Linked DNA regions of Sus scrofa: region 1 is linked to region 2. Evidence: chromatin contacts called from public targeted proximity ligation data. All regions are on one chromosome and are shown on one strand. The core of a region is the stretch at or near the end of the contact, and the rest is flanking DNA. Distances in the headings are between cores, read along the strand shown. Region 1 has its middle 39 kb from the start of VANGL2. Region 2 has its middle 21 kb from the start of CD84.

Region 1 (6,380 bases), core at 658-3,157, 130 kb after region 2:
GGTTCCTCAACTATGACACAAACCTTCTGTTCACAGAGCATTTTCCTGGGCTTCTCTGCATCATCCAGTGGGACTTGGGGACAAGGAAAATGGATGAAAACATGAAGCTCTTGTGCCTGCTGGGCTGTGAGCAATGAAGTCCTTTGTTTCCAGTCCTGTAGTCCTGTGCCTTCTTCAGCATCTGTGGAACAGTGGCAGGCAAACTTGTTAGCTTGCGAGTAGGATAAAATCTCAGCTCCTTCAGACAATACCAAGTATGGGCGAGAATGTGGAGAAATTGAAATTCTCATACATTGCTCATGGGAATGTAAAACGGTACGTACACCTTGATAAATCGTTGCTCAGTTTCTTAAAAAGTTACCCATAAATGTATCATATGACCAAATAATTCCACTCCTAGGAATCTCTCCAAAAGAAATGAACACCTATGCCCATACATTATAGTCGAAACTAGAAAAAATGCACATATCCATAAACTGGGGAATTAATAAGCAAAATGTGCTATCTCCATATCATAACTTTTTTTTTAATCTCGGCTCCTTCAAAAAAAGAAAAAAAAGGAACTCCCATCATGGCTCAGTGGTTAACGAACCCGACTAACATTCATGAGGACTCGGGTTGGATCCCTGGCCCTGCTCAGTGGGTTAAGGATCCGGCATTGCCATGAGCTGTGGTGTAGGTTGCAGACGAGGCTCGGATCTGGCGTTGCTGAGGCTGTTGCGTGGGCCAGAAGCTATAGCTCTGATTCGACCCCTAGCCTGGGAACCTCCATATGCCACGGGTGCGGCCCTAAAAAGACAAAAGACAAAAATAAATAAAAAATAAATAAAAATCTCAGATCCTTCATAATTGTTAACAGTTTTGGCAATGAGGATGTAATGCTGAGAGACTTGGTTTTCTGGCAGAGAAGAGTAAAGGGGCTTTTTGTGTTTGGGAGATAAGAGAGACTCCCCACTGTAGTTCCCGTTGTGGGGCAGTGGTTAACAAATCTGACTAGGAAATATGATGTTGCAGGTTCGATCCCTGGCCTTGCTCAGTGGGTTGAGGATCCGGCGTTGCTGTGAGCTGTGGTGTAGGTCACAGACGAGGCTCGGATCCCCCGACGCTGTGGCTCTGGTGTAGGCCGGCAGCTACAACTCCGATTGGATCCCCAGCCTGGGAACCTCCATATGCTGGGAGCGGCCCAAGAAATGGCAAAACGACAAAAAAAAAAAAAAAAAAAAAAAAAAAAAGAGAGAGAGAGAGAAAGAGAGAGAGATTCCCCATGATTCATCAGGAAGAGCTCTCATCCAAGTAGAGGGCAAGAGCTGAGGAATAAGGGGTCCTCCCACCAATTCCACCTGTTCGTGCAGCTGAGAGGTGAGAGTTAAGATTGAGGGAAGCTGTTCAAATGGTGTTTGGCTGTTCATTTTTCCGCTGAGGGAGAGGAGGAAGAGATGTTATTGCCACAATGCCACAGCAAGCTCCACAAGTACTAGTCATAAGACAAGAAGGCAGTGATTCTTTAGACAAGATATCCCCTAAGTTAAAATTAGGAAATAGAGGAGTTTCCGTTGTGGCACAATGGAAACAAATCTGGCCAGGACCCATGAGGTTGCAGGTTCGACTCCTGACCTTGTTCAGTGAGTTAAGGATCCGGCGTTGCCATCAGCTGTGGTGTAGTTCGCAGACGTGGCTCGAATCTGACGTTGCTGTGGCTCTGGCATAGGCCGGTGGCTACAGCTCCCATGAGACCCCTAGCCTGGGAACCTCCATATGTTGCGGGTGCAGCCCTAAAAAGGACAAAAGAGAAGAAAAAAAAATTAGGAAATAGAGCTTTGGGTAGACCAAAATCAGAAGTTTGGTTAACCCAAGCCTGGGCCCATCACATGAAATGGAAAGTAAGCGCAAAACCTCTCCTACTGACACAGAACTACTCTCAAGATTCTGGTTAAGTCATCACCCCCGGTTCCACAGAGAAACGCTATCCTTGTCTTCCAAAGCTGTTACAAGTTGAGCTACTTTATATTAGCTGTTTACAGAAAGCCTCTCTAGGAGATGACAGTTGGCTGACATTTGAATGACAAGAGCCTGATAAGAGAAGGTCAAGTGGGCAGCATTGCAGACAGAGGATACCTAAGGCAAAGACCCTTCCCTGAAAATGAGCAAAATGTGTTCCCGGACTCTGGGGAATGAGAAAAAGAGAGGAGTCATGCATAAGGCCTATGCTTTTTAGCTTGAGCAAGTAAGTGGATGGTAATGCTGTTTAATGAAACATGGTCACCAGAAAAGAAGCAGACTTGAGTAGGGAATCTGTTCTAGAGTTCTGGGGAGAAGCGAGAGCAAGAAAGAGTTGAGTGTGGAGTTCCTGTTGAGGTACAGTGGAAACAATCCAACTAGGAACCATGAGGTTGAGGGTGCAATCTCTGGCCTCTTTCAGTGGGTTAGGGATCTGACATTGCTGTGAGCTGTGGTGTAGGCTGCAGACCCGGCTCAATCCCACGTTGCTCTGGCTGTGGCATAGGCCGGCAGCTGTAGCTCCGATTCGACCCCTAGCCTGGGAACCTCCACATGCTGCAGGTGCAGCCCTAAAAAGAAAAAAAAGAAAAAAATGGCATATACCTGACACTTACTATATGTGTTAGGTGCTTATGATGTGCCAGGCATTATCTAAGCAGTTTATGAATATTTTCTTAGTTATACTCTCAACATCCATATAAAGTTAGCACTGTATTCTTACCTTCATTTCAAAGATGAAGAAACAGGGAGTTCCCTGGTGACTCAGTGGGTTAAGGATCCAGCATTGTCACTGCTGTGGCAGTGTCAATCCCTGGCCCAGGAACTTCCACACGCTGTGGATGCAGCCAAAAAAAAAAAAAAAAATGGTTTTTTTTGGCCGCCCCACAGCATATGGAGTTCCCAAGTCAGGGATCAGATCTGAGCCACAGTTGCAACCTACACCACAGCTGCAGCCATGCCAGATCCTTAACCCACTGTGCTGGGCTGGGGGTCGAACCTGCATTGTGGTGCTGCAGAGATGCCACCGATCCGATTGAGCCACAGTGAGAGCTCCCCAAATGGTTTTTTAATTAAAAGAATAAACAGGGAGTTCCCCTCGTGGCTCAGTGGTTAACAAATCCGACTAGGAACCATGAGGTTGCAGGTTTGATCCCTGGCCTCGCTTAGTAGGTTAAGGATCCGGGATTGCCATGAGTTGTGGTGTAGGTTGCAGACATGGCTTGGATCCGGAGTTGCTGTGGCTGTGGCGTAGGCCGGCAGCTACAGCTCCGATTGGACCCCTAACCTGGAACCTCCATATGCCTTGGGAGCGGCCCTAGAAAAGGCAAAAAGACAAAAAAATAAAAATAAATAAATAAACAAAAACTAAGAAACAAAGAAAATTCTCCCAAGGTCAGTAGCTTATGGAGGTAAAGTCAGAAGAAAAACCCAGGCAGACTGAATCCAAGAGGCCAAGTGCGATACCACTATGATATATTATCTGGTGTTCAGTGGTATTTAAAGCTGTGAAACCAGATCATTCAGGGACAGAGTATAGGTAAAGAGAAAAGGGCACTGAAGTGCTGTGACATTTAGTCATGTCCTTTCAGAATTTATAATTTCCTCTGTCTGGTTCTGTCCTTACCAGACAGGATACTAATTTATCAATTTATCTGTTTCATCAGGAACCACCTGCACAGATGACCAACCCAGTTCCTAAACTAGACCTACCAGCTCTTATAAATTAATAAAGTAGAATTCTTACTTATAACTATCTGTATGGTTGGTTTGATTCCATTATTTCCCTTTGATTAATTGGTAAGAATAGAATGTCTGGACAAGTGCTAAAACCCTAAAGCACCCAGCAGGCTTTCCGGAGCATCTCTTTAGCCACAATATGTGTCATTCCGGGAATTCTGGAAAGTAGAGTTTCCATATAACATATAAAAATTCAAAGAAAATAAAATTCTGAATTGAAAATACTAAACTCAGGATTTTGCTCACAGTGCACCCGGTTTCAGTCACTATTTATAAGCTTTGTCAAGACCTTGACCTCAGAAGGAACCATGGCAGCTGAGGAACATCAAGTACCAGGTGAGGACTCTGTGGTCTAAATATGAGGGGTTTTTCTTTTTTTAATATTTTCTTAGAATTTTTTTAAAAGTACAGGTGATTTACCATGTCCCTTCAATTTCTGCTGTGTAGCAAAGTGGCTCAGTCAGACACATGAACATTCTTTTTGTTCATCGTCTCTTCCATCATGTTCTAACACACGAGATTGGATGTGGTTCCCTGTGCTGTACAGTCGGATCCCGTTGCTTACCCACTCCAAATGCAACTGTTTGCATCTTAAATATAAGGGGTTTCATGGAATTTCCATCATGGCTCAGTGGTTAACAAATCCGACTAGGAACCATGAGGTTGCAGGTTCGATCCCTGGCCTTGCCCAGTGGGTTAAGGATCCGGCATTGCTGTGAGCTGTGGTGTAGGTCACAGACTCCACTCGGATCTGGTGTTGCTGTGGCTCTGGCTTAGGCCGGTGGCCACAGCTCCGATTAGACCCCTAGCCTGGGAACCTCCATATGCCTCAGGAGCGGCCCTGGAAAAAAGGCAAAAAGACAAAAAAAAAAAGAAACCCCTCATATATATACATACATATATATAATATATATATTTATGGAGGTTCCCGGGCTAGGGGTCTAATCGGAGCTGTGGCCGCCAGCCTACGCCAAAGCCATAGCAATGCGGGATCCAAGCCGCATCTACGACCTACACCACAGCTCATGGCAATGCCAGATCCTTAACCCACTGAGCAAGGCCAGGGATCGAACCTGCAACCTCATGGTTCCTAGTCGGATTCGTTAACCACTGGGCCACGACGGGAACTCCTATGAGGGGCTTCTAAAATGTCTCTCTTTTCTTTAGTTTTGAACAATTGGTATATAAATCTATAGCAGCAGGGCACCTCAGATTCTCCAGTTCTCTCTCCCTCAATGAAAAAAGAAAAGATAAATGTACACCAATATTCATAGCAGCATTATTCACAATAGCCAGCATATGGAAGCAACCTAAACGTCCACCAACAGGGATGTGGATAGTGAAGATCTGGTGTATTATAAATATATAATAATCTATAATCTATAAAAGTCACTGTATTGTACACCTGAAACTAATGTAATATTGTAAAGCAACTACAATTAAAAAAGAAAAAGAGGAGTTCCCATTGTGGCTCAGCGGGCTAAGAACCCAATGTAGTCTCCAAAAGGTTTGATCCCTGGCCACACTCAGTGGGTTAAAGATCTGGTGTTGCCACAAGTTGCAGCATAGTTTGCAGATGTGGCTCGGATCTGGCATAGCTGTGGCTGTGGCGTAGACCAGCAGCTGCAGCTCCAATTCAACCCCTAGCCTGGAAACTTTCATATATCACAGGTGTGGCCCTAAAAAGAAAAAAGAAAGAAAGAAAAGTTTGTGCCTCACGTTTTGAAGCAGAAGTTCTTCCACTGACCTGTAATGGCTTTTTTTTTTTTTTTTTTTTTCAAGGGAAATTTCCCTGATTTTTTCTCTTGGTTAGGTTGCTATTGGAAAGTCCATTATTCTTTTATTACATCCATCACATTTGAAATTATGTGACCAATATATGAGAATAAAGACTGTATCTGTATGATTCATTGCCACAGCATCAATACCTACCATAGTTCTTAGCATATAGAAGATGCTCAACGAATATCTGTTCAGGAGTTCCCATTGTGGCTCAGAGGGTAAGAACCCAACACAGTGTCTGCAAGGATGCAAGTTTGATCCCTGGCCTCCCTCAGCGGGTTAAGGATCCAGCATTGGTCGCATATATAGCTCAGATCTGGTGTTGCCATGGCTGTGGCATAGGCCAGCAACTGTAGCTCTGATTCAACCCGTTCCCTGGGAACTTCCATATGTGGCAGGTGAGGAGCTAAAAAAAAAAAAAAAAAAAAAAAAAAAAAAAAAAAAAAATTTGTTGAATGACTGACTGAGTGGAAAAGCCTGGACACAGATAAGGCAGCTTCCAGCAACATCAACTGCATGATCCTCATGCTCTTAAAGTTTGCAAACTCATCACAAAGGCTTTCACAAAGAAACTTGAGAAGGCGTTTCTAAATCATTAGTATATGGTAATAGTTTACGTTCATTCTATGCCCATAGCAATTAATATAAGCATTGAAATGTATTAAGAAAACTTATGTAACTCTCCAAACTTGCTAAAACTCTTGAATTTCCTCCATTCTGTCAATCGTGTCAGCAAGAAATTTGATCAAAATATAATTTATAATGTTATCTGCTCCTTTAATTTCTGTGGCCTCTAGTGATTAAGTCTCATGAGCTTGGCTCTTTTTTATGTCATGATAAATGTCTCTCTGAGCCCGTTAAGA
Region 2 (6,025 bases), core at 3,258-5,757:
AGAAAGAAAGAAAGAAGGAAGGAAGGAAAGAAGGAAGGAAGGGGAAGGAAGGAAGGAAGGAAAGAAAGAAAGGAGGAAAGGAGGGAGGGAGGGAAGGAAAAGGAAAGGAAAGAAGGAAGAAATCACCGACTATCTTACAACTGTATAAGAAGGTTCACCAACTTTCCAGCCCAAAACTCTGAGGCCCTTACAGCCTTGTACCCTACTCCTTCTATTCAATCAACTCATATTTTATTTCTGTTGTTCAATGCATCCCATTTCCTGGAACAAATTCCAGTAATACGCTCTTTTGCAATGAACAGAAACTGACTCTGGATTTTTTTATGCAGAAAAAGGAATCAACTGAAAAGATATTAGTTGGTTCAAATAACTGCTAGCACACTCTGTAAAACAGTGGTTTGAAAATGAGCAGGAAAAGGCTAGGACCACAGCCAAGATCACAAATCAGCCCAGGAATGACGATGCTGGGCACCAGCTGTACTGCCGTTGTCGTCCCAGCACTGGACCCACACTCTACCGCTCCCTCCCTGCCTCAGCTGGACCTGGAAACTCCAAACTGCTCTTGTATGCCTGCACCAAAGTGATTTCTCCAGGATCCACTCTTCATCTTTTCATCTCTAGTTTCTAAATCAGACTCTGGGACCAAGTGGTCAATCCTAGGTCACAAGTCCATGTTCTACCTCCAAGGGAGGCTGGGATTGAATATCTGGCATTTTCCATTTTCATAATGGTTGGAGGGGTCTGTTTCTCATGAGTCAGGGAATTCCCCAAACACCACTAGTGGGATTCAATACTGGGCAGGAACGTGCGGGTGCGCGCACATGCCTGCGCGCGCGCGCGCACACACACACACACACACACACACACACACACACACACACACACAATATCCGCTGCATCACTCTTGTATTCTCTTAAGGCTCGTTAGCCATCTACATTCAAAAATCAAGGAGCTACTAACCAGGATTTGTAAACCCTGGGGTTATGAGCAATCAGTCCTTTACTGTAACTCAGATTGTTTTAGCAGCTCAGTTCCCAACAATTGGGTTTTTCCAGCGGCTGAATTCTACTTGATGCAAGTGCAAAAACAAAGGGGGAAAGAATAGGCTATCTCCTCAAAATTCCCTGACCAAGGCTCCAGACTTGAGTGGGGGCATGGCTGTGTCTTGGAGCCCCTTGAATCATCCTTCAAATGACATCTGATGTATGCCCTGCCTCGCGAGGCCCTGGGTTCAGCGGGACAGCAGAGAACCCCCAGATTATTCTCTAATCACTCTCCACTTTTCCCTTAAGGCACTGTGAGTGAGCTGGAACTTTCTTTTTCCTGAGGCTTAAAAAATAAAACTGATACTTCAGAGCCTGATTTCCCCCTGTGTCATCTTTAATGTTTTCTTTTGACTACATATATCTGAATTCTGGAGAATTCAGGAGGAACCGACCCATTCTCAGTTTTAAGGGACTGGGGTTCCAAAATACAGGCTGGGTGTGGCCTTGAACCTCTTGTCACACAAGTAGGATGTGATTGGTAGAGTCCACATGCTGATTGAGAAACCACTGATTACAGTAAGTTACTTCTCTTACTCAAGAGTTTGTGTCTACCTGGACATGAAGAAAAATACAGACATCTCATCCAGGAAATTTCGCTTTTGCCTTTGTGTCAGTTGGAGGGTTTATAACATAGCACTATGGGAAGACACCTGCCTTTATATACTACTTGACCTCTAGAGCTGTAGTTGTGAAGCACAGATGGTGGCTGATTTGATTTTAGATGAGCTGCCAAGTTGTTCTTTTCCTAGGGGTCAGGCAAGCTCTGTGCCCTTTTCACCAAAGTCAGGTGCCATGCTCCACATGGAGAAGATAACTGTTTTTAAAGGATTGTATAATTTTCATCACTGCTAGAGTAATTGCCTTCCCTGAATTTCTCCCAATTTCTCTTGTGCAGAAAATCTAGACTGAGTTTCTCAGCTGCGGCACTGTTGACATTTTGGTCCAGATAACTGTTTGACCGGAGGGCATTGCATAATGTTTAGGAGCATCTCCAGATTATGCCCACTAGATGCCAGTAGCACATCCCATATCCCTGGTCATGACAATCAAGAGTCCTTGACATTGCCAGATATTCCTTGCTGGGCAAAATCTTTCCACTGATTAAGGACCACTGATAAACATATGGGCCCTTCAGTGATTTTTCCAGAGACTAGCTATACATCTGTGTACCAGAAGTAGACCTATCAAAAATCGTATTTTGGCTCTTTTTCTTTTTCTTTCTTTTTTTTTTTTTTTTTTTGCAATGGGTGTGCCTATAGGACATAGGTGTCATGAAAACCATCACTAAAACCTAAGCAAAAATGGGAAAGGAGAAGCTTCACACCAACACTGTCATCATTGGACACGCCGATTCAGGCGAGTCTACCACTACCGGTCATCTGATCTACAGATGCTGTGGGATCGACCAAAGAACCATTCGATAAACAGCCTGCCAAGGGGAATCCTCGAGGGGAAGGGCTCCTTCAAGTACGCCTGGGTCTTGGACAAACTGAAGGCTGAACACGAGTGTGGTATTACCTTTGACGTCTCTCTGTGGAAATTCAAGAACAGCAAGTTCTACGTGACCATCGTCGATGCTCCAGGACACAGAGACTTTATTAAAGACATGATTACAGGCACTTACCAGGCTGACTGTGCTGTCCTGATTGTTGCTGCTGGTGTTGGTGAATTCAAAGCCGGTATTTCCAAGAACAGGCAGATCTGTGAGCATGCTTTTCTGGCCTACACCCTGGGTGTGAAACAACTCATTGTTGGTGTTAACAAAATGGATTCCACTGAGCCACCCTACAGCCAGAAGAGATACGAGGAGATTGTTAAGGAAGTCAGCACCTACATTAAGAAAATTGGCTGTAATCCTAATACAGTAGTATTTGTGCCCATTTCTGGCTAGAATGGTGACAACATGCTGGAGCCAAGTGCTAACATGCCTTGTCCAAGGGATGGAAAGTCACCTGTAAAGATGACAAAGCCAGTAGAACCACGCTGCTTGAAGCTCTGAATTGCATCCTGCCACCAATTCGGCCAGTTGACAAGCCCTTGCATCTATCCCTCCAGGATGTCTACAAAATTGGTGATATTTGTACTGTCCTCTTGGGTTGAGTGGAGACTAGTGTTCCCAAACCTGGCATGGTAGTCACCTTTGCTCCAGTCAATGTCACAACTGAAGTAAAGTTTGTTGAACTGCTCCATGAAGCTTTGAGTCAAGACTTTCCTGGGGACAACATGGGCTTCGATGGCAAGAGCTTGTCTGTCAAAGATGTTCCTTGTGGCAATGTGGCTGGTGACAGCAAAAATGACCTAATGGAAACAGCTGGCTTTATAAGTGATTATCTTGAACCATCCTGACCAAATCAGTGCTGGATATGCACCTGTGCTAGATTGCCACACAGCTCACATTGCCTGCAAGTTTGCTGAACTGAAGGAGATCAATCGTCATTCTGGGAAAAAGCCAGGAGATGCCCCTGAGTTTTGAAATCTGGTGATGCTGCCATCATTGACATGGTTCTTGACAAGCCCATGTATGTTGAGAGCTTCTCTGACTATCCTCCGCTGGGCGGTTTTGCTGTTTGTGACATGAGACAGACAGTTGCTGTAGGTGTCATCAAAGCAGTGGACAAGAAGGCAGCTGGAGCTGGCAAGGACAACAAGTCTGCTCAGAAAGCTCAGAAGGCTAAATGAATGTTATCGCCAATATCTGCCACCCCAGGCTTAATTAGTGGTAGAAGAAATGTCTCAGAAATATTTGTCTCAATTGGCCATTTAAGTTTAATAGTAAAAGACTGGTTAATGATAACAATGCATTGTAAAAACTTCAGAAGATTTTGTGGACCATTTGTTTTGTGTGTGGCAGTTTTTAGTTTTTAAAATCAGTACTTTTTAATGGAAACAACTTAACCAAAAATCTGTCACAGAGGAGTTTCCGTCATAGCGCAGGGGAAATGAATCCAACCAGGAACCATGATGTTTTGGATTCGATCCCTGGCCTCTTTCAGTGGGTTAAGGATCCGGGGTTGCCCTGAGCTGTGGTGTAGGTCACAGACACAGCTCAGATCTGGCGTTGCTGTGGCTGTGGCGTAGGCCAGCAGCTGTAGCTCTGATTCAACCACTAGCCTAGGAACCTCCATATGACACAGATGTGGGCCCCCTCCCAAAAAAAGAGTCTGTCACAGAATTTTGAGACCCATTTAAAAAAGTTTAATGAGGAAAAAAAACGTATTTGGGAAGTGGCCACCTAGTTACTTAAGCATGGCCCACATCTGCCAATTTTGCCAAGGTTATCTATTAGAGCTCCCTGGGTACCTTTTAAAGAAATACTGATGCCCAAAACCTACCTCAAACACAAATGAACTCTGGGTGAAGATCTCTAGAACCACCAACTTAGAGGCTAATAATTATAATCTGAAAGGATTTTGTGAAGTGTTCCCCACAACAGCCACTAGAGGGAGGTGTAGCAATATATTTCCCCTACCTGCACCCCAGCATCCCCAACAACTTCGCTTGCACTGAAAGGATGTGGACTCTGTCCCAGACTTGCTGAAACTGTGGCTGGATTCTCATCAGTTCACAGCACTTACAGGCTGGAGGGAAAACTGACCCTTCCCCTTAGAGATAAGGAGGGCCAATGTGGGTTGATAACAGACTCTAATCAAAGTTAACTGCCATACATTGATTTCACAGAAGACTCTTAATTTTACTCAATGCTTCACTCATTCGACAAATTGTTATTAAGTTCCTACTAAGTGTTAGAGGTTGTCACCCAGGAGGAGATACAAAGAACAAGGCAATTAAAATACTATGATAGGTAGAAAACCACATGATCTTCTGGGACAACCTGAAAGTAAAAGGCGATGCTGTTAACAATTACACTGGGGCAGTGGCTGGGAAACCAGAACGACAGAGAGGGTGAGGCGTGTTCAGCAAGCACACAGAGGTGCACAAAACTCAGACTTCAGGAGAGAGGGGATTAAGTTTGTTTAAATAATTAGTTAAAAAGTTTTAAGTAACAATGGAAATTAAAATCTCCTTCTCCTAATAGTCCATGGTGTCTAAGTCTCCTTTTTTCAATTATCTATTGCATGACACCTGCCCCTTACATGCCCCTCCCACTGTCCTGACTGCTCTCCTCTAGACATAGTTGGGTTTGTCCATGCTTCTTAAAATGTACTGCTCAAGACTGAACTCTGCTTTAGATGTAAAGTATACCAATGCAGACAAGAGTGAAACTGTTATCTTCCAGTATCTTCTGCAGCTATTTTGGTTTTTAATTGGACTCAGGTCCACAGAAATGGATGAATACAATTTGCATATTCCTCATTTCATTGTATATAATCATCACTGGTCCATGTACTAGGCCTCTTTCATCTCATTTTAATATTGTATTTTCCCCTTCATACCCCATCCCTGTTCTCTTTCTGCTTCCCACCTCCCTGTCCCTGGATAGAATCTGTCAAATGTGTTCATTAAGTGCATGTTTACAAGTATATATGGATCTCTAGAACTGTTTTGAAGTTACATATGTAGACATTTCATTCTATTTTCAGTTTCATTTTGGTTTTGTTGCTCAATATTGTGATTCTTGGACATTTCCAAGTTGAAACATGTAGCTTTAGCTTAGTTTTTTTGAATATTGTATAGTATTATATGGAACTCTAGAACTGTTTTGAAGTTACACATGTAGACATTTCATTCTGTTTTCAGTTTCATTTTGGTTTTGTTGCTCAATATTGTGATTTTTGGACATTTCCAAGTTGAAACATGTAGCTTTAGCTTAGTTTTTTTGAATATTGTATACTATTATATCCTACAGACATGCTACATTTCATCTACCGATTTCCTTATTGATAAGCATTGAAGTTTTTCCAAACAATACTATGATGAACAACCTTATATTTGTCATTTTATATCTCTTTTGCCACCCATGTAAGTAATTCTCTGGGCAGTACCTGGGGTAGAATTCCTGGGTAATAAATTATGCAAA

Evidence for each region.
Region 1: a targeted proximity ligation map of alveolar macrophages shows a contact between it and region 2. A contact is called at or near these places in 2 of 5 promoter capture datasets (fetal liver and liver), 19 of 47 Hi-C or Micro-C datasets (alveolar macrophages, blood, brain and 10 more) and 1 of 2 datasets of targeted methods (alveolar macrophages).

The regions. Positions count from the first base shown.
Region 1 is chr4:90,038,649-90,045,028 of Sscrofa11.1, forward strand. No RefSeq gene overlaps it. Among named protein-coding and RNA genes, the nearest start is that of VANGL2, 39 kb to the right of the region's middle.
Region 2 is chr4:89,908,259-89,914,283 of Sscrofa11.1, forward strand. It overlaps the pseudogene LOC100511506. Among named protein-coding and RNA genes, the nearest start is that of CD84, 21 kb to the right of the region's middle.